Linked DNA regions of Mus musculus: regions 2 and 3 are each linked to region 1. A link is a contact called in public Hi-C data. All regions are on one chromosome and are shown on one strand. The core of a region is the stretch at or near the end of the contact, and the rest is flanking DNA. Distances in the headings are between cores, read along the strand shown.

Region 1 (4,173 bases), core at 772-3,271:
GATTAAAGGTGAGTGAGACTTTCTTTGGAACAAAATATATTCTGTTGACATAAGTTTTGGTCAGTTTATTGGTGCGAATGTTTACTAAATCTAGGAGAACACTTTATTTACTGACATAGGGTGGAATTAAGCTCAGTGGAAAATCTGCTGTGGCAAACACATGTTCCATTCAAAAGATACTTGATAAGGAGTGTGACTCTTTCCTTTGTATTAGGTTTCATTTATTTTGAAATCTCAAAGTCTCAAAATAACTACAAAATGAAAGTTGACTCTAGTTTGTCCTGTTTGATACAACTAGGAAAATCTCACCCAAAACTAATGCTAGACAACTATATATGCAATAATTAGAAGAAATTGCCTGGGCTTCTCTATTATAAACTTTTACATATAAGTATTTACTTTAGTTAACTTCAGGAAGAAAGCCAGCACACCAATTTAAAGTAAAGGACTAAATTTCAGTTTTACAACAGAAGTGAGGCTATTAATTAAAACTCCTTTAAGGTTGAGAGACTACAGTAAGTCTCTAATAAAATTTAAGGGATTAGTAACCCGAAGGGAAAAGTAAGTAAGTAAGTAAATAAATAAATAAATAAATAAGGCAATGGTAACTCCATCTGCAAAAAAAAAAAAAAAAAACATTTGGCCTCTATGGTAAATTTAATCCTTAGATTGTTATTATTACTTATTCTGTTTCATGAGTCACCAAGAATACAATGCTAACATGTTAAAGTGCCAAGCCCCCTCTCATGCACTGTCTGACTAGAAATGACTTGGGAAAGGTAGGCATCTATATCTGTTTTACAGATGAAGACAATAAAAGTTTATAGAGAGGTGACCTCTTGGTAACAGAGACCAAACTTAGGGGACAGATCATTTAGCCACAATAATTTAACAATCCCACCCCTCCGCAGGGCAGTGGCTTAAACCATGAATGGATATTCCTCAAGGGCATTAATTCATTCAAGCTGAATGTTATGGCAGAAGAAACTTGTTCTTTCTTAGACCAATAAATGAAAGACTCTTTCCTTTTATAAACCATCTTAGCCACAGGCTCTTAGTGGATGATGCTCCACCCCTAAGGTGAAAAGTTGGGGAATACAGACTATATAGTGATATCCTCAGGAAATACTGGAACCCCCAAACTGCATTCTGTAAGTACAACAGACTCTTTCCCAAACTTCAACTCAAATAAACTTTTCCCAGCACTGTGGACTATTGCTGTCACTTAGGGGTGAAAATGCCTGATACCTGGCTTCTTTATGGAGAACTTTGTTACACACCTGCCCTCCTGAAGTCTCAGCAGGACTGACCAGGACTGACATCTTCCACTTACCTGTCAGGGATGCCCAGGCCATAAGCTCTCAATACCAGCCCAAGACTTTGGGAGAAGGGAAGAAAACAAAGTAAAATAACTTACCACTTTGGCCCAGTCCGAGAACAAGTGAAAATACCCAGGCTGCCCCAAGAACCAAGGCTGGACCTCGCTGGCAGTTGTGCAGAGAGAGCAGTGCAGCAGTCAGAAAAGCCAGGGCCGAGCCGCACATAATGCAAAGCAGCCCGCCCGGTGCCTACTGCCTAGTTGCTTTCCTGATGCGCTCTCCCGACTTGAGAGCGCACCTTGAGGCCCGTGGGCTGCGAGTCCCTAGGACCTTTTCGACAGGCCGGGTTGGCCGACCCAGTTGCTCTCAGTAGGCGATACAGGTATTCGGTCCAGGGCAGCTCTCTGCATCTCAGGGCCCTTAAGGCCCTCCCAGCTCCGCACGGCGGGGCTTGCAGTCTCAACAAAAAGCACCTCCTTGGACAGCCGATGGCCCGCGGGGGCGAAGCAAGTACGGGCTCCACAGTCCGCTCCCAGACAAAGAAAAGAGCTTTTGTTTCTCCCCAGCCGATGGGGCTCTGCTGCATAAATCAGCTTAGCGAAGAGCCAAACACAATCAAACCCAAACAAAGCCTGAGGCTGGGGGGAAAACCACCCTAATGTAATTCACAGGGTGATGCTGCTTTAGTGGGAGGGGACGGCTAGAAGGCCAAGGGGGTGGGGGAGTTGCTGGCGCATCAGTCGGTGCTAGCTTCTTCCACAGGTGGGCAGGGAGGCCAACTCCACTTAGTCGCAGCTAGCAGAGGTTCAGGCGGCAGCGTTCCGATTGGCGGGAGAGGAGACACGGGTGCCAGCAGCTTGGGGAAGCAGCTCCGCGAGCTCCCTAGAAGCTCCTGTCTGCACTCGCGGGCAACCAACAAGGCATCCCAGTTGCTTACTGGGCTAGAAGGGGATGTTCCATGCACCTCGCTGGGAGGGAGCTGCGTACCCTTGTCCTTTCTCGGACTCTGTCGGCTCAGGCGTCTGGCCACCCAGAACCCTGGCAGCTGATGCGTTCTGGGATGAGAGGGAAGAGAGGCAGGCGATGGGCAGGGATGGGGTGATCTAGTTCTGTGGTCCCCCGTGGGGGCTCCCAGCTTTCGGGTGGCTGGGCGTGCTCCGAGCTGAGAGTTGCTAGGAAACCTCCCCACGCTACAGTGCTCCTTGCTTGGGTCGCCAGCAAGCGCAGTGGCGGCCCAGGACAGCAGCAGCAGCAGAAGCAGCAAACAGCTCCAGCTCGGAGTAGCGTGGGCGGGACATTGGTGAGGCATGAAGTCACCGCGGCCCACACTCGCTCTTTGTTTTGCTCACTCCAGCTCTTTTTTCTCCCCCCTCGAATCTAATAGTTGCCATTCCCATCGTTCTCAAGAATTCCTGGTGCGTAGTGGCGCAACAGGAATCGCATGCTGAGTTCTCTTTTCTCTCACCCCCTCGCCCCCCAATTCTGAGTTCCAACGCTTCCATAACGGTATAGGTGGAAAACTTCTCGCAGCTCGAGTGGCAGCATGAACCCCAACATTTCATCCTCTTGCCGCGTGCTCCTTTGTTCAGGAATCCTTACTGGCCCGCAGCTGCTGAATACAAAGTAGATTTCGGGGGCCTCTCCCCTCCCCCAACACTGCTCTCAGAGTATTCACTGCCCGCTTTCCTTGCAGCCTTAAGACCTTGCCCTGTGTCTGATCCCAAATCTGTCTGAGGTCTTCCCAGACTTTGGAGATTTAGACAAGATGTATTCTACTGTCAGATATATTTCGTTGTTCCTTTTGTAGACCCTCAGCCCTGAAAGGGGCAGCCTAGCTTTTTCCCAGGGTCTGTTTGTGGTTCTTTGGCCTTTTGTTGGTTACAATGGATCTTTTGACCTTAAACGCCACCTTCTCAGTAAAAGGAAACAAGAAGTTGCAGATGGCAGCAGAAGAGTGAATGAATACAAGCTTGCAATTCAGTTTTGCAGTTTTGGGTGAGGCTAAAGCGTTGCTAAACTGGACAGCCAAGGAAGTAGTAGCATTGCCTCTCCAGGTCTTGTCAGCGCCCTCGACACCTTAAGGAGAAGGAAGAAACACAGTTCTCTAGGTTTGGGAAAGAGCTCCTTTTCTAATTTGATACTGGAGACCTTGGCTCCTAGTTTCCCCTAGAGCCCAATAATTTTCATTGTATTGAAGTTCAGTTCGACTTTTTTTTACTAGTGGCTTACACAACACCACTTTTTTCAGGCATCAGACCCAGTCCAGCCAGGTCAAGGTGAACTATAGGGGATTTTTTTCTCCTTAATTGTTTCCGGCTTCTTATTTGGAGTAAAGAAAACAAGTAGGAGGTCCCACCAACCCTCCTCTTTAAAAAACTTCTTTCTGTTTTCTAATTGTTGACAGTGAATGGAAAGTACCTGGTTAATAAACCACAACATCAAAAACTCCCCTTTCTTCAGGTGTGGACTGTACATTGGACTAACAGTAAAGCCAGGAACCTAGTTAGTAAAGTGCCCTAGATCTGTTAAGGAGGATCATTTGTGAAGCTAAGGGGGCAATCCATACTTCAACGACTGATGTCAGTCAACACAACTCCAAGCCACTGTACTTCATTTTCAAATTTTCATTCTTTGGTTTTTCAAATTTCTTCCTGGATATCTTCATTGAGATGTAGCTACTGTAAAGTAGCTGAGATAGGTTGGAACAAAAACATAGCATAGTGAAGATATGGTTAGAGCCACTTCAGCTGGGAAGTGTGTTTATTTTCTTGAAATTATGTGACAAACCTAGGCAATGCAGCAACCCTTGAGGCATTGCAAAGCTCTGACAAAGATAACAAGTTAATCTCAATAG
Region 2 (4,173 bases), core at 1,039-3,538, 240 kb before region 1:
GTAGACAATGGGAAATAAATGACTCTGTCTGAGTTACATGTTAGAGTGAAAATGCATTATAGATTCATGTGTGTGGGTCTCTGAAGGATGCTCACCCTTGAATATACACCAAGGGCAGGGTAGGGGGAGGTCTAGTAGCCCATCTTCCCAGTATAGATCTCAGCTTGCTTCATGCTGGCTCACATGTAAGTGCATGTTCAATCCTTGCTCCCATCTTCATTCTACCTCAGATGATACTGTGCTAAGCACAGTTATGCTGACTTCATCCAAATTGCAGCTTTATGAGCAATATGACTGTTACTATAAGGCACCAAGTTTCTGACTCACTTGTAAGTAACTGGAGAAATGGTACAAACTGATAAAAACTACATTCCAGCTTGCCTTTGCTCCTTTCAGTTGTTTTATGGATCTGAAATAATCTTTCCTCTTAATTTATTCTACTGTCTAAGCATCATGCTTAGCCTTTGTGAATCAATTAGGTTTGAATCTTAGGAGACATTCTTCTATAATCTTTCACTATGTGCCTCTCTGTGTATGAATATTTATTACAGATCTAGTCAAATGGTTGCCAGGGTGCATTTACATGTCTGATGTTTGCTTCAGTCTGTACACTTAGCTTTTCATTATATATTTTTGTGCCATGAATCTTTGTAGATTCAGATACTAAAACAGTGCCTGGTTCTACCACTTTTGTGAGTCCCATAAGCTAATGAATATCTCTAAGACTCCCTTTCATTATCTGTAAAAGAAGATAAGAAGGCTTGGGTGTGGGGATTAAAGAATAAACTCATCCACGGTGCTGGCACTAGGCAAATGCTACATCAGTTCTGCTTTAATCATTATCAGAGTTACCTCTAAATAGGAGAAAACTTTCTGTATTGCAGGAAGCAGGCTGAGCTGACACTGCCTTGAGATCCCTTGTTCAGAATTCTGCACTTCATGTTCCTGCTCCTCAGGAGCTTAGAACTCATTACTTTCCACCCCCTCCCCACACCATGTAATTTTCTTCACACATTGCTTTCTGCGGGAGGTCAGGTCTACCTTAGAAAAGAGATGTCAGTTGGATTTATGATTAGTTTAAACTCATACCAAACATATAAATCTTAAGAGCCAAGTGCTTGAGGCAGATAATTCATTTTTAAGTTCAAAAGCTTATTTGTGGTATAGGAATATAAAGTCTTGAAAGTAATAAGAAATGGAGATTTTTGCCAAGATCTGCAGAAACTATTGTGATACATGGGATTCAAAGTTTCCCTCAATCACCATCTTTTCCCCATCTTTTTTTAAAATAATTTTTTAATTATGTATTTTCCTCAATTACATTCCAATGCTATCCCAAAAGTCCCCCATAATCCCCCCCACTCCCCTACCCACCCATTCCCACTTTTTGGCCCTGGCGTTCCCCTGTACTGGGGCATATAAAGTTTGCGTGTCCAATGGGCCTCTCTTTCCAGTGATGGCTTACCAGGCCATCTTTTGATACATATGCAGCTAGAGTCAAGAGCTCCGGGGTACTGGTAGTTCATAATGTTGTTGTACCTACAGGGTTGCAGATCTCTTTAGCTCCTTGGTTACTTTCTCTAGCTCCTCCATTGGGGGCTGACTTGTATCTTAGAGTTCCATGGTTTGGCTAGGGGAAACTACAATCTCTTAGAAGCCCTTTGATTATAGTGTGGTTGAAAGAGCAGACTCATGATGGAATGATCAAAAACCTGAAAGAAGACCCCTTAGGCTATTCCTACAGCTTGTGAAAGAAAGGATCTGACAGAGGTACAGAGAACTGTGGGACTGAACTTGAAGGAACCTGGGGCAAAGCAGAAGACATGGAGTGTGTGTGTGTGTGTGTGTGTGTGTGTGTGTGTGTCTGTTTTCAGAGCAATGCCTAGAGAGCATTATCAGTATCTGCCAGCCATGAGAACAAACACTCTTTGAAAAAATTTACAGCTCTTACAGTGTTTGGTATGATGTTAAATTTCCTGATGCAGGTAAATAACTTCAGTATAACTTATTGGTCAGGGACTCCTTTTGTTTTCAGCTACTCCCCTTCAAAACTTTAAGTGATTTGTCAACCTGGCTATATCCAGAGAATGACATGAAGGCTCTTCTGCCAGCTTAGTGGGTTTATGGCCAACTAGTGACCACTTCCTGTTAATAGACCTTCATCAGTGAGAACCTCTTGCATGTGGTTTTCTGGTAGTCTGAGCCAGCTCCCTCCATGAAGCCAATGCACAGGCTTCCATGGAGGCCCACGGAAGTGGCTTCTCCTACAGCTGTCTGGTTAACAGGAATTGCAACTCTCAGCAACATCACCCATCTTATCACTTTCATCTGGAAGAGCACATGCTGTTCTTCAGGATCTTGGCAACAGGCTTTATGAGAAAATTTTGTGCAAGTTGTCTTTCCAGTTATAGCTAAACCACGAGGGTCAAATTCTACTTTGTACTCAAGATTCATGGGTGAACACTGCTGCAGAAACTGTGTCATCCAGAGGAAGAAACACCCACAGAAGGGAAGCACCACAAGAGCAGCTCTAAGAGGCACTGATCAACCTGGTTGCTTTCTTGCTCCTGCTTACACATTTGCAAAGGAGCTGCATTCTCTGTTCTTCAGCTTTCTTTGCTTTAAAGCAAGCAAGAAGTGGTTGCCTTAGGCTAAATGAGAAAACATGTCTATAGGGGTTCCAGTGAATGTTGGTCTTGCTAACCATGTTTATTCTTAATGCTAATATTCATAATGGCAGGAATATTGTGAGTCCGAATTGGACCCACACAGACATTTACTAATACAGTGCTCTGTATTCCTTGTAACCAGAGCACTGATTGTGCACAACTTGGGAATTTCAGTCATTTGGTTTGAACACAAAAGAATGGTACTTTTCAAGATGTCCACAGGTGAATGTGTCCATTTTTAGTTGCAAAACATGAGGGAAGCAGCTTGTCATCTCAAGACTGGATGGCCAGAGTGTAGAAGTCTTGAGAGAGGACAGTATGTGTAGAATCTCCTGCAAACACAGGCAGAGTGAAGTTCAGGAGGGCTGGGTCATTCTTCCATAACCATTTTGTATAGCGTCTTTGTACTAAGGGACATTTCCAGAAGTTACGTTAACCATAGTCATGAGTTATTTTGTTGCAAATTCTGGAGATTATTATTACTGTTATTACTTTTTGATGCTGGAGATTGGACTAGGGCCTTATGTGTGCTAGCCACGTACTTACTGATGAGCAATACCCCAAGCCTTCCTGAGAAGAACTGACTCACTGTTCGTGCGAAGCTGTACTCTTTTAGCTTTTGCCATGGAGAGTTTTATTTTGTGAATATTATTTTTTACCATACTTAATATATCAAATATTGCACATCAAAAATTTGATTAAAAAGATTAACTGTGACCTTTTAAGGAATAATAAAGATTATTGAAGATGGACTTTGAGAAAGAACTGATACAGCCAAAGCCTGGCTCTCCACTGCCTGTTGTATACTTAGAATGACTGACTTAACTGATCTGTGCTTCATTGCTTACATCCATAAAAAGAGATATTATTAAGGTTTAGATCAAAAGATTTATTTTACTCCAGAGTTAATGGGACTTATTTTCCCTAAGCTTTCAGAACAGTGCGTGGAACTCCAAAAGTGATATAAGTATTTTTCAAAAGACTTATTTTCTTTTTAATTATGTGTATGGGTCTGTGTGTAAGTTTTTTTGTAATGCATGTATTTTTATATTTTTATCTCTTTTAAAGGCATGTGTATTTTCACATTTCTTTTTTCTATTTTTAAAATTTATTTATTTATTTATTTTCACTCCATATTTTATTCCCCCATCCACCCTCTGACAGTTCTACATCCCATACTTCCTCCCCACCTCCCTGTTTCCATGTGGATGTCCTCACTCCCACCCCACCTTACCTCTAAACTCTCTGGGGCTTCCAGTCTCTTGAGAGTTAGGTTCATCATCTTTGAATGAACAAAGATCTTGAAGTCCTCTACTGTATGTGTGTTGGGGGCCTCATATCAGCCGCAGTATGGTGCCTGCTTGGTGGTCCAGTGTTTGAGAGATCTCGGGGCACAGATTAATTGAGACTGCTGGTCCTCCTACAGGGTCACCCTTCTTCTCAGCTTCTTTCAGCCTTTCCCTAATTCAACAACTGGGGTCAGCTGCTTCTGTCCATTGGTTGG
Region 3 (4,173 bases), core at 871-3,370, 160 kb after region 1:
AAGTTTCTGTGGATCTCCCGAAATGTGGGTATGGGGACATATAGGACACACACACCACCACCACAACAACCACCACACCACATTAACAGTGGCATTAACAGTGATAAACATCAGCCAGGTCCATAATAGAGAACCAAAGGCAACTTTGTTTTTTGTTTGAGACAGGGTCTCTCTATGTAGTTCTAGCTGTCCTAGAGCTCACTATGGAGATCAGGCTGGCCTTGAATTTATAGAGTACACCTGCCTCTGCCTTGTGATGGAATTCACCACTATGTCTGGCCTCAAAGACAACTCGAAATTATTCTAGTAGAATACAAATGTTTTGCTATGGTTCTTCGCCACCTTCCTTATCCTCAAAATGGAGCCACCAATACTCCATCAACTCGAGGCTGGGTGATAGTAGAGGAGTGGTAGGCAAGAGAAGAAGCAAAATGTACCCTCTTCCCAATTCCCCAAAGGCTATAGACCCATATAATGGTGAGGCTGATCTATACCAGGACCTTATATACTGATGGAAACTTTCATTACAGACAGGCATATAAAGGTGAAAAAATCCACATTAGTCTCCTTGCAGATTGGAAAGAAAAATACTTTTGTCTAGTAGTTCCTAACTTGTTTATATTCATCAGAAGGTAAATATTAATCAGATAGAACCTCATCCTGTCTACTATCCAATTATTCTGACTTCAGAAACATGCTATTAGCTCAATGTCTTAACGGGTAGGCATGGTTCTCTTCTTTGTCAACTTGACTGGCTTTGGAATCCCATGGGGGCTGGTGAGGTAACCTCTGTTGTCGTCTATAAAGGTGTTGTTTGTTGTTTGTGTGTTTGTTTGTTTTTCAGAGAGAGAGAGCTATGACAGAAAATAAACCCTTTTCCCCTCAAGTTGTTTTTGTCAGTGTACTTTAATATAGAAACAGTAAAAGAAACAAGACAGTTATCCTTTACAAATGAAATTAATCATGGAAAAAATGTTGCTTCATAGTAAGAATTCCACACTATGAAGTAAACTTCTTCATTTAAGGGGAAGGGAAAGTTACAGGAGTCAGTAGGAAGAAAGTAAAAGACAGGCATGGGGATACAGCACTATAATCCCAGCACTAGGAAAGCTAAGGTAAGGGAAAATGAGTGCCAGTCATGGCTACAAGTTGAATTCAAGGCTCTCCTTGGTTGGTGAGATTCTTTCACAAGAAAAGGTGGTTAATTTACTGTACTTGGGATGTAAAACCTGCTTTCTGTTCAAGAAGACCGGTTGAATCTACCTTATCAGTTTCCCCCACCATATGAGTCTACAGCCATTTTGAAGTTTAGAAGAGGTACTGACTACTTTTTTTCTTGCCTACCACACCTCTCCTATCACCCAGCCTCTAGCTGCTGGAGTGTTGATAGTTCCACAGTCTGAGGATAAAGAAGGTGGAGGAAACAGAACACTTGTATTCTACTTGAATAATTGGAAGTTGCCTTAGACCCTTAATCAGGCAGGTAGGCATAAGTTAGCTTTTTTTTTTTTGGATGCAGAATGTTAGTGAAAATACAGTAGTGTGGAACGGGCATTGGACTTATCAGAATGGATGCTGGATAGAATATGGAACATGACTACTCCTGCTAGACATCAATTTTGCCTGGAAACAAAAGATAAACAGGAAATTATTTCCTGGACCTTGTGAAATTCCATTAGTGTATTGTACCCATGTTTCCTAGGTTGGGTTGTCCAGAGATGGCTTAAGAGTCTGAAGCTGCGCTCATGGAAATGTTTTCCCTGGATCAAGCAAAAAGAAAATTCACTTCTGAGTGTTGATACATTGCTTCAGCTCCCCTCTTATGCAACAACTGCTTGATTTCTTACATCTTGGGCTAAATCTGGGTGTTTGCTAAACTCAAAATTCCCTGTAATTAACCTATGCACTCTTGCCTGTTGCAATTTGACAACAATTTCCTTTCTCTTCCAGGACTTGTTGTTGTGAGCTGTAAGTTGGTCGAGACGACCAATACAAAAGGTCTTTTGTTAACCTCTCATTTCTTTGGATGTCATGGGGTGTTTTTCCAGTGTTTATTAGTTTGAACTGTAACTTCACACTGTTTGCTAATGGGAGAGGCGTTTTCTTCTGTAGCTATTTCTTATAAACAACTAAATGAGTGTGTAACATGTGTAGCTGCATATGTTTGCATATGTAGGATGTGGGCACTGGGTTTTCTTTGTTCCTTTTGTTGTTCATGACTGCACAGGCAAACCCATTTCATCTTTAAAGCTAAGTTTGCATTGGTCTCTTTCTTTTATGAAAATTTGTACAACTCATTACTTTCTTCTTGATTCATCTAGACCATTTAATTTGAGTTGCATTTGTCTTATAAAGCTTAAAAATGTCTATTTTAATTTTTTAAAAACAAAGCAAGGAGCCAGATTGAAGCAGATCCCTGGTATCATTTCTGAGTGAATCTCTGTGCTATGTCTCATCTGTGTGAATGAGCACCTTTTAATCAGTGCTGGGGGTTTGGTTCTCATAGTATTAAAAGATCTGTTTTCTCTACTACTTAATTTGAGGAATTTTATTTATTCTGTTAGAAAAAATTCTTTCTTGATAATTATGGAACAATCTCTTTGGTGTTATCACATGTGTAGTTAGAACGAGGTTGTTCAGGAATGGAACGCTGACATCAGACTAGGTGGATACCAAAGTGTCCATTTTGCCAGGCAAGGCCAAGGGTGGCCATCTGGGATCTCTCTGGCATCATCTAAGCTGATCTTCTGCCTCAAACACTACCCTCACTCTCCCAGGACAGCATGTCTTTTGCTTCAGATAACTGTTCTGATGGTACCTACATTCTCCATGAGAAATTGCTAGGAGAAGGTTTATATGAGAACCTATTTTCTCCTTTAGGAACTAATAATTTTCCCTTCTACTCACAGCTTTCTTGTACAAGCCTTATTTATACAAGCTGCATAATATTTCAACATCTCAATGTTTTAGGTGCACGTGGCACAAATGACATTGGTTGCTTCTCTTCTAAGACACTCTTGAGGACTATAGCACAAGTGTAAGATGTTAGACACTCCTTAAATTCAAATTACTATGATTTAGCCACCCTTCTTTTCTAATGTCACCCAAGAAGTAGCCCTGACAGAAGATTTGGCATCAATAGTGAGCTTTGCAATGAAGAAGGGTTTTACAGTGCCTGCCCATTTAGACAACTTCTTTTTCTGTAGTCTCAACAACACATTTATGTGGAGAAAGGATTTGTTAGATGCTCTCAGTAGTATTCTCTTTTTCATTTACTCTTCATTGTTTTGCCTATTCAAACATTATTATTTTATCCTTGTAGAGTCTTCAACTTAAAGAGTTCATCATGTGTCCTTGTCAGGCATCAATGGAAGAAGAGGCCCTTGGTCCTGTGAAGGCACAATGTCCCAGTGTAGGGAAGTTCGGGGCACACCATCATAGAAGCAGGAGGAGGGGGATGGGATAGAGGGTTTCTGGAGGGGGGGAGAAATTGGAATAAGCATTTGAAAGGTAAATAAATAAAATATCCAATAATAATAATAATAATAATAATAATAATAATAATAATAAAGAGTTCATCCTGTGGCCAGTCTATCAGGATTCGTGGGATTTATTATTTTGACTGAATTAATTGCATAGAATGTATATAATTTGCCTATATACATTGGTATCCTAAAAGAAAGTTAGTACTGGGGACCATGTAAGGGAGGTTGAGTGAAATCTAACTTGCTGCAAGCCAGCTTTAGAAACTTATCAAGTCACAACTGGGTAATCAAAGGGTGGAGTCTGTACAGAATATTTACTGATATGGATAAAACTGACATGCCTAAATTGGCTTATGTGTCACCTTTCTTCCCTTTCACCTACTAGGTGACTGACTACCTTTAAGCTCTCTTTCTGGACTGTGCTGATCTCTTCGTTGTTTACATTATGAGCAGGCATAATAGGCTTGGCTCTTTATCCTTCTGAAGGTCTCATGATGCCTTTGTATTTGATGCCTAGTGCTCTTCAGACAACTCTTGGGACTTTTCTCAAATACTAGTTTAATTAGTGCAGAGTTTCTCCAGCCTCAGAGAAAAGGACTCAGACATTGCTTTGCTGGGTATGTCTAACACAGTGTTTTAACTTCTGTTCTTCCTACTCTCATCCTTCCCTGGAGGATCAGCTCTTCTC

What was found. A called contact is a pair of places that touch in the nucleus more often than the background predicts.
Region 2: a contact with region 1 is called in a Hi-C map of uterus, with 2.7 times the contacts expected there. The contact joins the enhancer-like site here to the promoter of Itgb8 in region 1. A contact is called at or near these places in 4 of 39 promoter capture datasets (the SN4741 cell line, embryonic stem cells, hematopoietic stem and progenitor cells and 1 more), 7 of 484 Hi-C or Micro-C datasets (cerebral cortex, uterus and ventricular fibroblasts), 2 of 115 datasets of contacts at active chromatin or transcription factors (bone marrow-derived dendritic cells and kidney) and 3 of 9 other capture datasets (adipose tissue, liver and pancreatic islet).
Region 3: a contact with region 1 is called in a Hi-C map of uterus. The contact joins the enhancer-like site here to the promoter of Itgb8 in region 1. A contact is called at or near these places in 10 of 39 promoter capture datasets (the 3T3-L1 cell line, 3T3-L1-derived adipocytes, the SN4741 cell line and 6 more), 3 of 484 Hi-C or Micro-C datasets (all in uterus) and 2 of 9 other capture datasets (adipose tissue and liver).

The regions. Positions count from the first base shown.
Region 1 is chr12:119,236,255-119,240,427 of GRCm38.p6, forward strand. It overlaps Itgb8 (integrin beta 8), which reads right to left and starts at 2,022. Exons shown (of 14, transcript NM_177290.3): 1 at 1,418-2,022. The coding sequence starts at 1,544.
Region 2 is chr12:118,997,198-119,001,370 of GRCm38.p6, forward strand. No RefSeq gene overlaps it. Among named protein-coding and RNA genes, the nearest start is that of Abcb5, 33 kb to the left of the region's middle. Within about 2 kb of position 2,289, at least 16 of the 459 cell types and tissues checked have an H3K27ac peak or open chromatin away from gene starts, as enhancers often do. A contact at or near this core is called in uterus, where this site is marked.
Region 3 is chr12:119,401,126-119,405,298 of GRCm38.p6, forward strand. It overlaps a transcript of Macc1 not described here. Among named protein-coding and RNA genes, the nearest start is that of Macc1, 40 kb to the right of the region's middle. Within about 2 kb of position 2,121, at least 8 of the 459 cell types and tissues checked have an H3K27ac peak or open chromatin away from gene starts, as enhancers often do. A contact at or near this core is called in second pharyngeal arch cranial neural crest and uterus, where this site is marked.